Regions from separate parts of the Zea mays genome. Here region 1 is linked to region 2. Evidence: chromatin contacts called from public Hi-C data. All regions are on one chromosome and are shown on one strand. Each heading gives the region's core, a stretch centred on a gene start, on an enhancer-like site or on the middle of the called end of the contact. The rest is flanking DNA. Distances are from core to core; before and after follow the strand shown. Region 1 holds the start of LOC103640934. Region 2 has its middle 170 kb from the start of LOC103640934.

Region 1 (6,468 bases), core at 63-2,562, 170 kb after region 2:
AAAGTATTAGGGTCGCTCGACTCTATAACAAAAAAACCTTTTTAAACTTGTCTCGTTGAGCTACCGTGCCAACTATTACGATTACCGGCCGTGTCGGACCAGCCTACGTACTTAGCCCTCGGTCTACGGTACGACACATTATTAGTAAATGGACCAAATTTATTTTGGGTGGTCCAAAATTATAAAAAGTCTAAAATTCAAATTCTGGCCTAAAATTCATGTAGAGTACAAAATTCATATCAAAGTCCGAAATTCACATCAAAACCCGAAATTCAAAACACACGTATCGTTTAGTAGACATTAACATTTCAAGCTTCATAATTCAAAAATAATTAAAGAACAAAGAAACCAATGAGTGGTTGACACCTCATCTCCATAAATTAGCATATGGCTAGCTAAATTGGAGCAGATGATTTCCATGATTAATAGCATATGGCCAAATGAATATAGGCCTTTTCGTGCCAGTAAATGGGCTACTTCGTGCCTATGTAAATGATTGTGCTCGTGCTCGCCTGTAGGCCACGATCTCGGTTCAAACAGAGCCCGATGCATAATTTTCGAATCGCCTCGCCCCAAAATTATTCTAAATTGTGCAGTGCTTTTTTCGTGTTTTGGACCAGTCCATCAGACCCGAGTACCCGACCCAAATGTACAGTGTAAAAATATGATTGATTTTCCTTTTAAAAAACTAATCTTGTAAAAAACAAAACCTAAATGTATTTCTCTATTTTTATTTACGTGTCGTATTATTCTTGTGCTAAATTAAAATTTTTAGCATACTTTTTCATAAAATATAAATGTATGATATAGTATTTATTGTTATATTCACTACGAGGAATATTTTTATAATCTGTAATTCTTATATTTGAAATTATACGTATTTTTTTGAAATAGATAGCCATGTTTAACTTAGAATAAAAGAAAAATTACATTATTTGGAGATTTGTGGCAAATAATTTGCTATGTCAGTGACACATATTAAATGACTGTTACAGTAAAGTGGCAAAAAAATAGAATGCCCCTAGAATAAAACAAAGCTAATGTGATACGTAAATAAAATTGGAGGGAGTATTTCTCTATATGAATTAATTAATAATTGGCTATGCTAAATTTGCTGGCCGTCCAGCCAAACAGCAAGGAAGGGATCAAGGGAACCCAGCCACATAGTACTCCTATTTCTTAATCCCTTCCAGGGACAAAGCCGTAATTTAAACGCCTGTCCACACTACACGTCTACACCATGCCACCTTACCCCTAATCCTCAACTAATCATCTTTTCCCTTTTTAACTCCAAATAAACCAAAAAGGAAATAACGCCAACGAAAATAGAAAAACAAAAGCCACTTCTCCCCCAGTCCACCGCCTCCCTCTCTGCTCCTCCAGCGAAGCGCACGCACGACGAGCGCAGGCTGCAAGGCAACCGAAGCTAGCGAGCTCCTTTGCTTCTACCCGCGGCAACTCTTCAGGCGCTCGCGACGCATCGAGCCCTTAAGGCCGAGGCGAGCGCGAGTTCGGGAGCGGAGGAGAGAAGCGCTCCGCGAGACGACTGGGACCCCCACCGCGCTCGGGTCGGAAGCTGGATCTGCCTCGGGGCTCGTGCCCGCGGCTGGATATCGTGGGGCGCGGGGGCCGGAGCGGCTGGTGGAGCGGACTGCCGGCGGACGGAGGGCGCCGGTAATCGAAGGCGGCGGTGGAATGCGGGTGGGTAGCATGTTTTTCATTTTAAATGAGGTGGAAATGCGTCTTGCCGAGCTCCTTCCTGTTTTTCATTTTTAATGAGGTGAATGATTTGTTCTTAATTTTGTTTGGGTGGCCTGGGAGGAGAAATGTGGGGCATGGGATTTGGGTCTTCGCCAAATTAGCGCCATCCTGGATGGCTTTCGGGGGTTGGTTGTTCATAAACTGCTAGCTTCTGGGTCCAATTCGTTGCTCTCAGACTCTCAGTTTTCGAATCATTTTTGGGCACATGATTTTCTAGTTTATGGTTCTGGGAGCACGTTGCTTGCTGGGATACTAGTAGAATTGAACTCGTGTTGTGTTGCTCTGGTGTCTAGATTCGGTTTTGGACTAGAAATACATGCGTCACGACCCGTTGGAGGGATATATGCTGCAAGGTTGCAAATGGATATGTTGCAAGGTTGAGTTTGAGCTCAATTTGTGCTGTTTGATTTTCTGCTAGGTCTAATTTCGATTTGTTATCATGCTGGCTTGTACGAAATGTTATTCCCTCCAAATTGCTTGGTGATTTAGCTCTAACACGGGACGAGTGGAGCGTGTTTAATAGTTCAATTGAATATGAAGTTTTAGGTTTTCTGGAGACACTTTTGTTGTCCATAAGCGACTTTGGGGAACTTGTCTAATCAATTGTTGCTGACTCTTTTGAAGACTTACTATTGACTTTTTTTTTATCGATATTACATTTGATGCACTAAGATGCCAGGAATACCTCATTGCGTTAGCAAATTCTGCTAATTGGTACATATTTTCGCCCATATGTGGTGGTTTTGGCAGTTTTCGTACTTCAAGTGGTAGAAATAATGGTAGCTTCAACTTTGTGTGCCTTTTCGTGGCCTTTTTTTCCCCTTTGGTTTATTCTGTTTTATAATTTTCAATGCAAAAAAAATCGACTTGTGGGGTAAGACAACCCCTAGGTATTATATATTAAGAAGAACTTTTCACGCTAGTCGAGAAAACCCCAAACTCCTGTCTCACCCATACATAGCAACCCTCCCAGGTAGAGTCGAACTTAGGACTTGAGGAGTGCTACTCAGACCATATAACCAACTCATCTAGTGGCCTTTCCACACTTTTATTGCTTGTATTGGTAGGTTGCTCTGTTGGTGCAATTGGATGGGCTATTTCTGATGGTGGTACGCTGAATTGGTTATTTTTGTGTAATGCATGATTAGAGCGACACTGCATTTATTTTCATACATTTTCCATTTTCGTACCTTATCATTTGTTTTGTACACATTTACAAAAGTTATGATAAGTTGGTGCATTTGGACATGTTTCAGTTCTTTATTAACACTACCATATATTGTAGGCCATGATACATGTTCCATCTGTTCTGGTTCTGGATGGAATTTGACTGCATTCTGCTATCCCTGAAAGAAGGGTAGCACGCTTAAGAGGCCAGGAAAAATGCCACTGTCACCCTCACCAAGGAGATCAAGGTCTCCTGCATGGGAGACTTATCACAAGAGGAACAACAGTTTCGGGAATGTGCTTCCTGTGAAATCGAAGGATGATGAACTCGCTTTGTTCTCTGATATGCAGAAAGTTGAGACGGAGAACTTCTTACTGGAACCGTCAGAAGATTTTGACGACTCAATCGGTAGTGCTTGTAAATTTCATCTTCCTCCCTTTCCATACAGTCCCATAGTGTTATATATATTTTTTGTTACCATTTTTAATTTATTTCTTTCCATCCATCAGCAAAACTGAGCTATTTCCCAGAAGTAAAACTTGGTGTTAACATTCCTGCCCATGGAGAAAGCCACAATTTGCTAAATGCGGACGACAATAAAAATGATTATGAGTGGTATGCAAACTTGAGTATACATTTTATATGTCTTGTTTGAAATGGTAGATAGTTGCTGTAGCCTTGCCTTGCTTACCTGCACAATTACTTTATGAACCATCTGCCTTGCATCGTACATTGTCATGTAATGTTTGTCTCATTGATATTTAATTATTATGGATTGAGTTCTTGTTTCCTTCATGAGGGACGAGGCTCAGTTCTTACAAATCTGGTAATTCTATGTAGATTCTTGTCTGAATCCCGACCACAACTTGTAAGGTTGTTGCTTCGATAAGAAAGGCTCACATTGTTATTCTGTAGTCCTGTTTCAATCCTGTTTTACATTGAAAGGAACAGTGGTGAATCTTCAAATATTTGTAGAAAAAGTCACATTGTTATCTTGTATTTCTCTTTCTTATCACTAAGCACTCTTGATGCATACCAGTTAACACTGGGATTTCTTATACTGTTTGACCTGTATATGAAGTGATTCCATATTATGTTAGTATGAATTAGTCAATAACCCTTTTGCAAGCATTCTATTTGATGTATTATGTATTAATTATTTCATAATAGCTAGAGTATTTCATTGCCTAAAACATGGAGTATCATTGGAAAAATGGCAAATGTACCTTTCATGTTCGAAGAATGTTAAAAATGATATGGTGACCTACTGGCTACTTTTCTTGTACTTCTTTGGATGGGTAAGTATGAATGTATGATGCTAAATCATTGCTTAGAAAAATCAGTAGCATGACTCTGTCTAAATGTCTATTTAATTTGTCTTACAGAAAAAGGGCAGACATGGTGCAATGTGAGAGCTGTCTCACTGAGTCAATAGGTCATGGGTTTGAAGCAGCCTCTCCGCATTTGCGGGTGAAGGCTTGCCTCGATTTATCCCTTCCCCAGACCCCACTCATGTGAGAGCCTCCGGCACTGGGTCTGCGCCCCCCTCCCCCTACAGAAAATGCAATTTGTGGTTCTAAACTTAATAATACTTCCTATGCTTGCACTTCTATGTAAGTGTTCATATCTTGGTGCAGGGTAATGCCTTGACCTTGAGCAAATTTTCAAATTATCAGGTTATTAACTCCTCCAGAAACTCCGCTTTTTCGATCTTTGGATGATGAAGAAAACCAATCCATCACTCAGGTTTCTAGGGGCAGAGCTCAGAGCAAGCCTGTACAAACTTCAAGGTCATCCACGGTGAGTGCTTATTTCCAGAGGGGTTTATTCCAAGAACTGTATTAGGTTGCATCCATTATGTATCAAATCTATTCTGCTGTATTCATATGCAGATGGATAATAGTCAAAGAGCTAGTAGAAGCAGTGCAAGCCCAAGCAGGCTTAGCCCATCTCCACGCTCTATGGGAAGGACAAGATCATCTAGTTCAGCTTCTCGCTCTAGCCCACCACTTGCTGTTCAAACACAAATGCCATCACAAAGATCGTCAGCCCCTCCGATTGCTAAGACATTAACACCTCCTCGAAGGTCTCCAAGTCCTGTCTCAAGAAGGATGAGTACTGGTTCAAGTCGCCCAACTTTGAATGAAACAAGAGGAGCTTCACCAGTGAAACCTAATCACAGATCTTCACAAAAGCTGCATGGATGGCAATCAAACGTTCCTGGTTTCCCTTACGATGCGCCTTCGAACCTTCGCACATCTCTAACTGATCGTCCAGTATGCCGGTCAAGGGGTGGATCACCTTCATCTTTTAGTGGACTAGAAAAAGGTTCAAGATCTAGAAGACAGTCAATGTCTCCTACCCCACCTAGAAGAGCCAGTTCATCTCACAGCATTGAACGGGACCGAATGAGCTCTTACAGCAAAGCTTCTGCAACATCATCTGGTGAGGATGATCTGGATTCTATGCAGTCTGTACCAATTAGCTACTCCAGTAGCCCAGTTGTGAAAAAGAGCTTGGTTGTAATGAAAACCAGAACCATGGCACCATCAAAGAATCTGTCCAAAAATTTCACACCTAGTTCTGTCCCAAAGCGGACATTTGACTCTGCACTTTGGTTGATGGTAAGCATTTCTCTTCTTTTTAGTTTTTATACAATAATAATTGAATATTTTCTCATGTCTTGCAAGCATCTCTTGTATTACGTAATTAGCAGTTGATTTGGTAAATTCTGACACTCAGCATACATTAATTTTCTCATGTTGATCTTAGTCAATTGGTGTATTTTTTCTACTCAAAATACTTAGTAGTTGGCATCTTATGCCTATGATTCATTTCTTACTGCTACTGTGAACTACTTTATATAGTAAATTGTTGTGTAGTTTTATTTGAGCAATGCTGTGGGTGTACTTTTTCAGCAAATGAAGACCATACTTCTGTTTATTGTGGATTTTCTAAAGTTGACACATGAAACTAAGATGTGATGGTCTTTCTTCCCAGGATCACCGCAAAGCTCCACAAGATAGGTTCCGACCACTTCTATCAGGTGCCCCTGCCAGCACATTTGGTTCTGGGAATGGAAATGATGTGCACAAACCTATGTTTTCACACAATTCCTCTTTGACAACTAGCAGCAATGCAAGCTCTTATCATGGTGCCACTTTTGGCTCTTATATGCATGGCAGCCAAGAACAACATGATTTGGTTGGTGAATGGGAAGCAGATGATAGTTCTCGGGGTCATGAGGATATATTTATGTTTGATAAATTGGATGAGCTCAATAAAGAAGACATTCATTACAAGAGCACGGGATCTACGGATAATTCACTGGTCATAGTAAAACATCTAGTAAGTAGCAGACATGACTTGGAAGGAAGCAGTAGACCTAATCAGTCCTTATGCCATTCTGCTGATAGTTCTCAGGTTGGCAATAGTAAAAATGCTAATTGCTCTAGATGTGGGAAGTTTTTTGATGCGATGGATGTGGATGAAGAGGGTGTCTATTGTGATGTATGTGCTTCAATGATTGGAAATATCTT
Region 2 (6,276 bases), core at 1,655-4,154:
TTCTGTCTCTTGGCCTTTCCTGATCGAGGTGATGAAGAAGTTAGGTTTCGGGCAGATTTGGACGGATATGATATGTGGTCTTCTGACCACCTCCTCTACTCAGATTATTTTAAATGGATTTCCAGGTCGTCATATTAAGCACCGCAGGGGACTTCGACAGGGAGACCCTCTCTCTCCCATGCTATTTATTTTAGTTATGGATGTCCTTGTCTACATGTTCTCAAAGGCAGAAAATGATGGCTTGCTTCAGCAGCTTTCTAGTTCAAAAAAGCTCCATAGAGTCTCCATGTATGCTGATGATGTGGTCCTTTTCTTATGCCCAACACCGACAGATATAGACCTTACTCTTAGCATTCTTCATTTGTTTGGAGACGCCTCTAGGCTACACAATAATGTGCAAAAGTCAAATGTGTATCCGATTAGATGCTCTGAGGAGGTTCTGCTCGAAGTCCAATCCTTGCTGCCATGTGAAATATCAACCTTTCCTTGTCGGTATTTGGGGCTCCCCTTATCCTTACACAAGCTAACAAGGCAGCAGTTCCAACCTTTTGTGGATAAAATAGCTGATCAGCTTCCTAATTGGAAGGCGGACTTAATGACACGGGCTGGAAGAAGAGTGCAAGTTCAGCATGTTCTTACTAGCATGATAGTATATTTAGCAATGGCAGTAGATATCCCACAGTGGGGTTTGGATGCTATTGATAAAATTAGAAGAGGTTTTCTATGGAGAGGCCGCAAAGAAGCTAAAGGTGGTCATTGTCTTGTTGCCTGGGGAAAAGTTTGCCGCCCCCTAAAGCTTGGTGGGCTTGGTATTTCTAGTTTTCCAGAATTATGTTGGGCACTTTGACTAAGATGGCTTTGGTTACAAAAGACTGATCACTCTCGCCCCTGGTCTGGGCTTCAAATACAAGTCCCAAAAAAGGCTAGAGCCTTCTTTTCTGAAGTAGTGACCACTGAAGTGGGGAACGGAATCAATACCAAATTCTGGAAGGATAAATGGCTGAATGGAAAAAGAATTGCAGATCTGTTTCCAAGGCTGATCGGCGCAATTCCGAAGCGGCTAATTAATTGTAGGACAGTCCAGGAAGCAATTGTTAGTGCCAAATGGATTTCTGACATCAGAGGAGCCTTGTCAGTGGGGGTTTTGACAGATTACATTCAGCTTTGGGAATTGATTTCTGGCATCGAGCTGCAGCCGGAGGTTGAAGACATGCATATCTTCAGTATTGCCTCGAATGGTGTATACTCAGCCAAATCAGCATATGAAGGTCTGTTCCTAGGATCTGTGTCATTTGGACACTATAAAAGAATCTGGAAGTCTTGGGCATTGCCCAAATGTCGCTTCTTCCTTTGGTTGGTTGCTCATAAGAGGTGTTGGGCAGCTGATAGATTGGCAAAGCGAGGCCTAAATCATCCAGATAAGTGTCTTTTATGTGATCAAGAGGAAGAAACTATAGACCACCTCCTTGTACAATGTTCCTTCTCACGAGAACTCTGGTACCTTTTACTTAGAAAATTTGGTCTTCATTCACTTGCACCACAGCCAACTGCAAACTCCTTCCTGAGATGGTGGGAAGTGGGGGGGGGGAGCAGCTATTGGACTCACAAAAAGGGCCTTAACTCTCTCATCATTTTGGGAGCTTGGACTTTATGAAATCACCGAAATAACTGCATTTTTGATGGATGCAATCCAAGTTTGTCCTTAAGTCTCAGAGCTGCGGATGAGGAAAGAAGAAAATGGGAAATAGCTGGTGCAAAAGGCCTTGTTCATTTGGCTGCACCAGAGACTTAGGAAGTTTGAGTAGTATGTTTTTTGATCCCTTATGGATCTATATTTGTATGCCTGTTTCTGGCCTGCGTAAGGAGGTTTTGTCGGTAAACCATAGTTTTTTTTTCTATTTTTATCTATTTTCTTCTGCTTAATATATAATGGGGCGCAGTTCTCCTGCGCGTCTAAAAAAAAGAGCTGTCATACACGCTAAAGGCCTTTGTTGTTAGGTTAGAAGTAGATCGAAGGAAATAGGAGGATATTAGATCCTCTGTTAATCAAAATTAAATAGAAAGAGATTTAATCATTTTAATCGTATAGAATTTTGTGCAACCCAGCAAGACCGAAAACGAATGGGGGGAGCAGCTGGAGGGGACGTGTTGGAGAAGGTCTAATGTTACCAACGGGAGATTCATTTTCCCATTGCTTTCGGCAGCATATTCTTAACAGTGTTTATCTGTTTTGTGATTATATTAATACATAATTTATTAGTCGGCTGTTGCTGGGTTTATCTCTTTTAAAAAGAATTGAGGCGTCTTACTCATGCGGTTCGGTTAAGGCGTACAGTGCAGGGCTCCATGTTTCTAACTTGCAGCTTTCGCAATGGTACCTGCGATTGCGATGGATCAACTACTGTAAGGTTATCCTCATTATTATAGCTTAGCTGATACACCGTTGAGCTTTTCTTCTTTATTTCCCCCCCGAAACAGCTGATCATTGGCTTCTGCGAAATTTTTCGCGAACGATCGAGCGTTTGTTGAAATCATGGATTTGTGGTACGAATTTTATAGCTTCATCGTCTTATTTGATCAGGTTGATTCTATGATTCTGGTAAGCGCGGTTCTGTTAGAGGACATGTGACTGAGATGCCGACGTCAACTTGAGCTGTGCTGGAAGTAGGATTGCATGATTGCCAGTTGACAAATTCCTACCATTTCCTGATGTTTTTTTTTATAAATTTTTTCAGTACCATATTATTGGATTTATGTCTCATTGTTTCCCTTCAACTGTCGATTACAAGTACAGCTATGAAAGAAATATCTGTATTAATGACACGGACGGAGTGGAGCTGTTGGCGTAGCATCTCTGTCGGAGGAAAAAGAGGAGGGCAACCCAGGCTACGTACGACAGCCGCATATATATATTGCTGTCGCATTTAGACAGCATGGATCAGCAGTATGGATTAATATTATGCTGCTGCTGCAACTACAACTACTTTGCTCTGCACATGACAAGCGGGACCCATGGGATTGGCTGCTGTCAGCACAGGGAGTTGGTAGCTACGTTGAGCGTTTAGCCGTTCGGTGCGGCCAATTTTATTTCTATTTGAATTGCACTAAAATACAAAATTGTTTAGTAGCAATCCTTCGCTGATTTGTTTTGCAGTATGGAAGTTCCACACCGGCTGCGGCTTCTATGAGCTACTGTCTTCTTAGTTCAACAAATATATGACATCGTTGATTTTTTTTAGAAAACTTTGACCACTCGCATTATTCAAAATATTTATTTAAAAATATAAAATTTTAAGTCAAACATAAACTACCTTAAGTAATAAAACAAACAAAAAAATGATAACTCATTAAGAGGAGTAGTACTTAATAACAAAGCATAGCTAATATGTCTCGCAATCATCTCATCTATAAACAAACATGTCTGTTCACTCCACGGTCACTAGCTTGTAGACTTGGTATGCCATGCGCCCATGCCATAAAAAACAACATTTCAACGACCTCAACTGACAGAACATCGTCACCACCTTGTTCCAATGATACGATGTTTGTTGTGGACTTGTTTTGTGCTCGTCGTACTCTGACATTTTTCTTTTCCCAGGAAAACACCGACTTAATTAGATATATGTATGATATATGTTTTTTTTGTGTGGAAACTGTGGACTGTGGTTAGCCTGCAACTTCACCATTTATTTATGAATAATGGCCTACTGTGATGTTAGGTTCATACAGTCTTAATTCGAACAATGTCTAATTTGTGCACGTGCTCATGTCTATTGTGCTAATTATAAGAAATATGGCTTCGCATAACTATTTTGGGCATGTTTGGATCCCACGAGCTAAAACAAAAGTGGCTAAAGTTTATGGCACATTTGACAGAGCTCCACTTTATTATTCTCTAGCTCAGAGTGACTAAAATGGTAAAAAAAATCAATTTAGTTACTTCTAGCACTTCCTGTTTAGATTTTTAGATTCTCAATGACTAAAATTTAGTTACTTTTTCTTTAGCTCCTGTGATCCAAACATACCCTTGTATGTACCTTCATTTATAAAGAAATATGTGTCGTGGTTTCTAAAACCGGAGGACAATAAGATTTATGTTCGGCAGGGTGCTAGCGCGGACTCACTTCGAATGGTGAGCTACGGGGGCCTTGAAGGTGGATCTGAGACGATGGGTTATAGTGGTCCGGGCCGGAGCCCTAATCCAATGTAGTGCTGGCAGTAGTATTGTTTGAGGCATGTTACAGTTGGGTGCTTTTGTGAAGCTCTGGGATGTCTTGGATGGGGGTTGTCTTTCCCTTTTATAGCTTAAGGGTACACGTTAGAATGAGAACATGTATTCTAATGGGGTGGAGTTCGGCCTTCTGCTTCTAGGCCTCGTAGCCCTTATGGTGTCGTCTGCCAGGTCGCGCGCTATTGTACCCCCGGTATGGTGTCGCATCCTGTCCATTCGTCGATGGGTTCGTGTAGCTATTCCTATATAGACGTAGCGGTGCTTGATGGGTCCTGCCAAGTCAGTTCGAGGCGTGGTTTAGGGATGTCTTCAGTATAGCTTCATCTTCTGTCATCCCCTTACCGTCACCTTTCATCATGCATAGGTGCATGCCTGGTACGGCGTATGGCCCCGTCTCTTCTGGTGTATGGGTCACTATAGAGACTCCGGTGTTGAGGTCCCTATGGTCTGTGGTTGTCCAGTCCCACTAGTCAATGGGGATATGTATCTGGCGTCATGCTTGATAGGGACCAGGCTAAGCGGCTACACGACCCTAGACTTCCCCTAAGAATGTGGCCCTTTCCCTGGACTAAGCATTGAGTGATCATATCCTCATTCATTGTCAAGTGATTTTCCAAACCAGGTACAACTTCTTGGCTTCTTGGACGATATATATCCCTACCATGTGTTTAAGCTCTCTAAGGCGCTATATGGGCTTAAGCAAGCACCAAGAGCATGGTATGAGTGCCTTAGAAATTTTCTCATTTCAAATGCTTTCAAGGTTGGGAATGCTGATCCCACTCTTTTCACTAAGACATGTAATGGAGATTTATTTGTGTGTTAAATTTATTTCGATGACATAATATTTGGTTCTACTAATCAAAAGTCTTGTGAGGAGTTTAACAAGCTTAAGGTGCAAAAGTTCGAGATGTCGATGATGGGCGAGCTGACATTCTTTCTAGGATTTCAAGTAAAATTGCTTAAGGAAGGCATCTTCGTCTCCCAAACAAAGCACACGCAATACATCCTCAAGAAGTTTGGAATGAAGGATGCAAAGCCCATCAAGATGTCGATGGGAACGAACGGGCACTTGGACATTGAAGCGAGAGGTAAGTCCGTAGATCAAAAGGTATACTGGTCTATGTAGGATCCTTGCTTTCTTTATGTGCAAGTAGGCCGAACATTATGCTTTCCATATGTATGTGTGCTAGATTTCAATCCGTCCCAAGGAGTGTCACCTTGTGGCAGTAAAGCGTTAAGATACTTAGTTCATACACCTCACTTCGGGCTCTAGTATCCTAAGGGGTCTACCTTTGAACTAATTGGGTATTCAGATTTCGATTATGTAGGGTGCAAGGTAGATAGGAAGAGCACATCAGCAACTTGTCAGCTTTTAGGTACGTCCTTGGTGTCTTGGAACTCAAAGAAACAAAACTTTGTTGCCCTATCCACCACCAAGACCGAGTATATTGTCACATGCCATTGATGTGTGCATTGCTTTGGATGAGGCAAACACTCAGGGACTTAGGCTACAATATGAGCAAATTCCCACTCCTATGTGATAATGGGAGCGCAATCCGGTTGGTGGATAATACCGTTGAACACATCCTCACTAAACACATATACATTCGACATCACTTCCTCAGAGACCACCAGCAAAGGGGAGATATTGATATTTGTCATGTTAGCAGCAATCACTAGCTAGCCAATATCTTCACCAAGCCTTTAGATGAGAGGAGGTTTTGTGATCTGCATAGTGAGCTAAATGACTTAGATTTCCAGGACTTGGATTGATCTATAGCATACATCCTTTATATGCCTTTGATCATGTTCATATTATTGCTTATTTTGGTGCTCAAGTTGTACAATGCCATCCCCGGACCTCACAAGTACTTGTGCTTTGATGCATATGTTTAGCGGGAGGATATGCTACAACTTGACCCTTTGAGACTAATGTTTTTGTTTGAGTTGAGTTGATGTAGTCTTAAAGGAGGATTGAAAGGGAAAAGGTGGATTGGACAAAGAAAGATGCTTCCACTGCATAGACGATATCAATGTACTTTGTT

Evidence for each region. Hi-C and Micro-C count contacts between places; a contact is called where the count stands out from the background.
Region 1: a Hi-C map of leaf shows a contact between it and region 2, with 5 times the contacts expected there. The contact joins the promoter of LOC103640934 here to the enhancer-like site in region 2. A contact is called at or near these places in 2 of 25 Hi-C or Micro-C datasets (ear and leaf).

What each region holds. Positions count from the first base shown.
Region 1 is chr10:21,661,449-21,667,916 of Zm-B73-REFERENCE-NAM-5.0, forward strand. It overlaps LOC103640934, which reads left to right and starts at 1,313. Exons shown (of 7, transcript XM_008664381.3): 1 at 1,313-1,701; 2 at 3,047-3,337; 3 at 3,439-3,544; 4 at 4,606-4,729; 5 at 4,822-5,553; 6 at 5,930-6,468. The coding sequence starts at 3,145.
Region 2 is chr10:21,489,102-21,495,377 of Zm-B73-REFERENCE-NAM-5.0, forward strand. No RefSeq gene overlaps it. Among protein-coding and RNA genes, the nearest start is that of LOC103640934, 170 kb to the right of the region's middle. Within about 2 kb of position 2,905, at least 9 of the 20 cell types and tissues checked have an H3K27ac peak or open chromatin away from gene starts, as enhancers often do. A contact at or near this core is called in leaf, where this site is marked.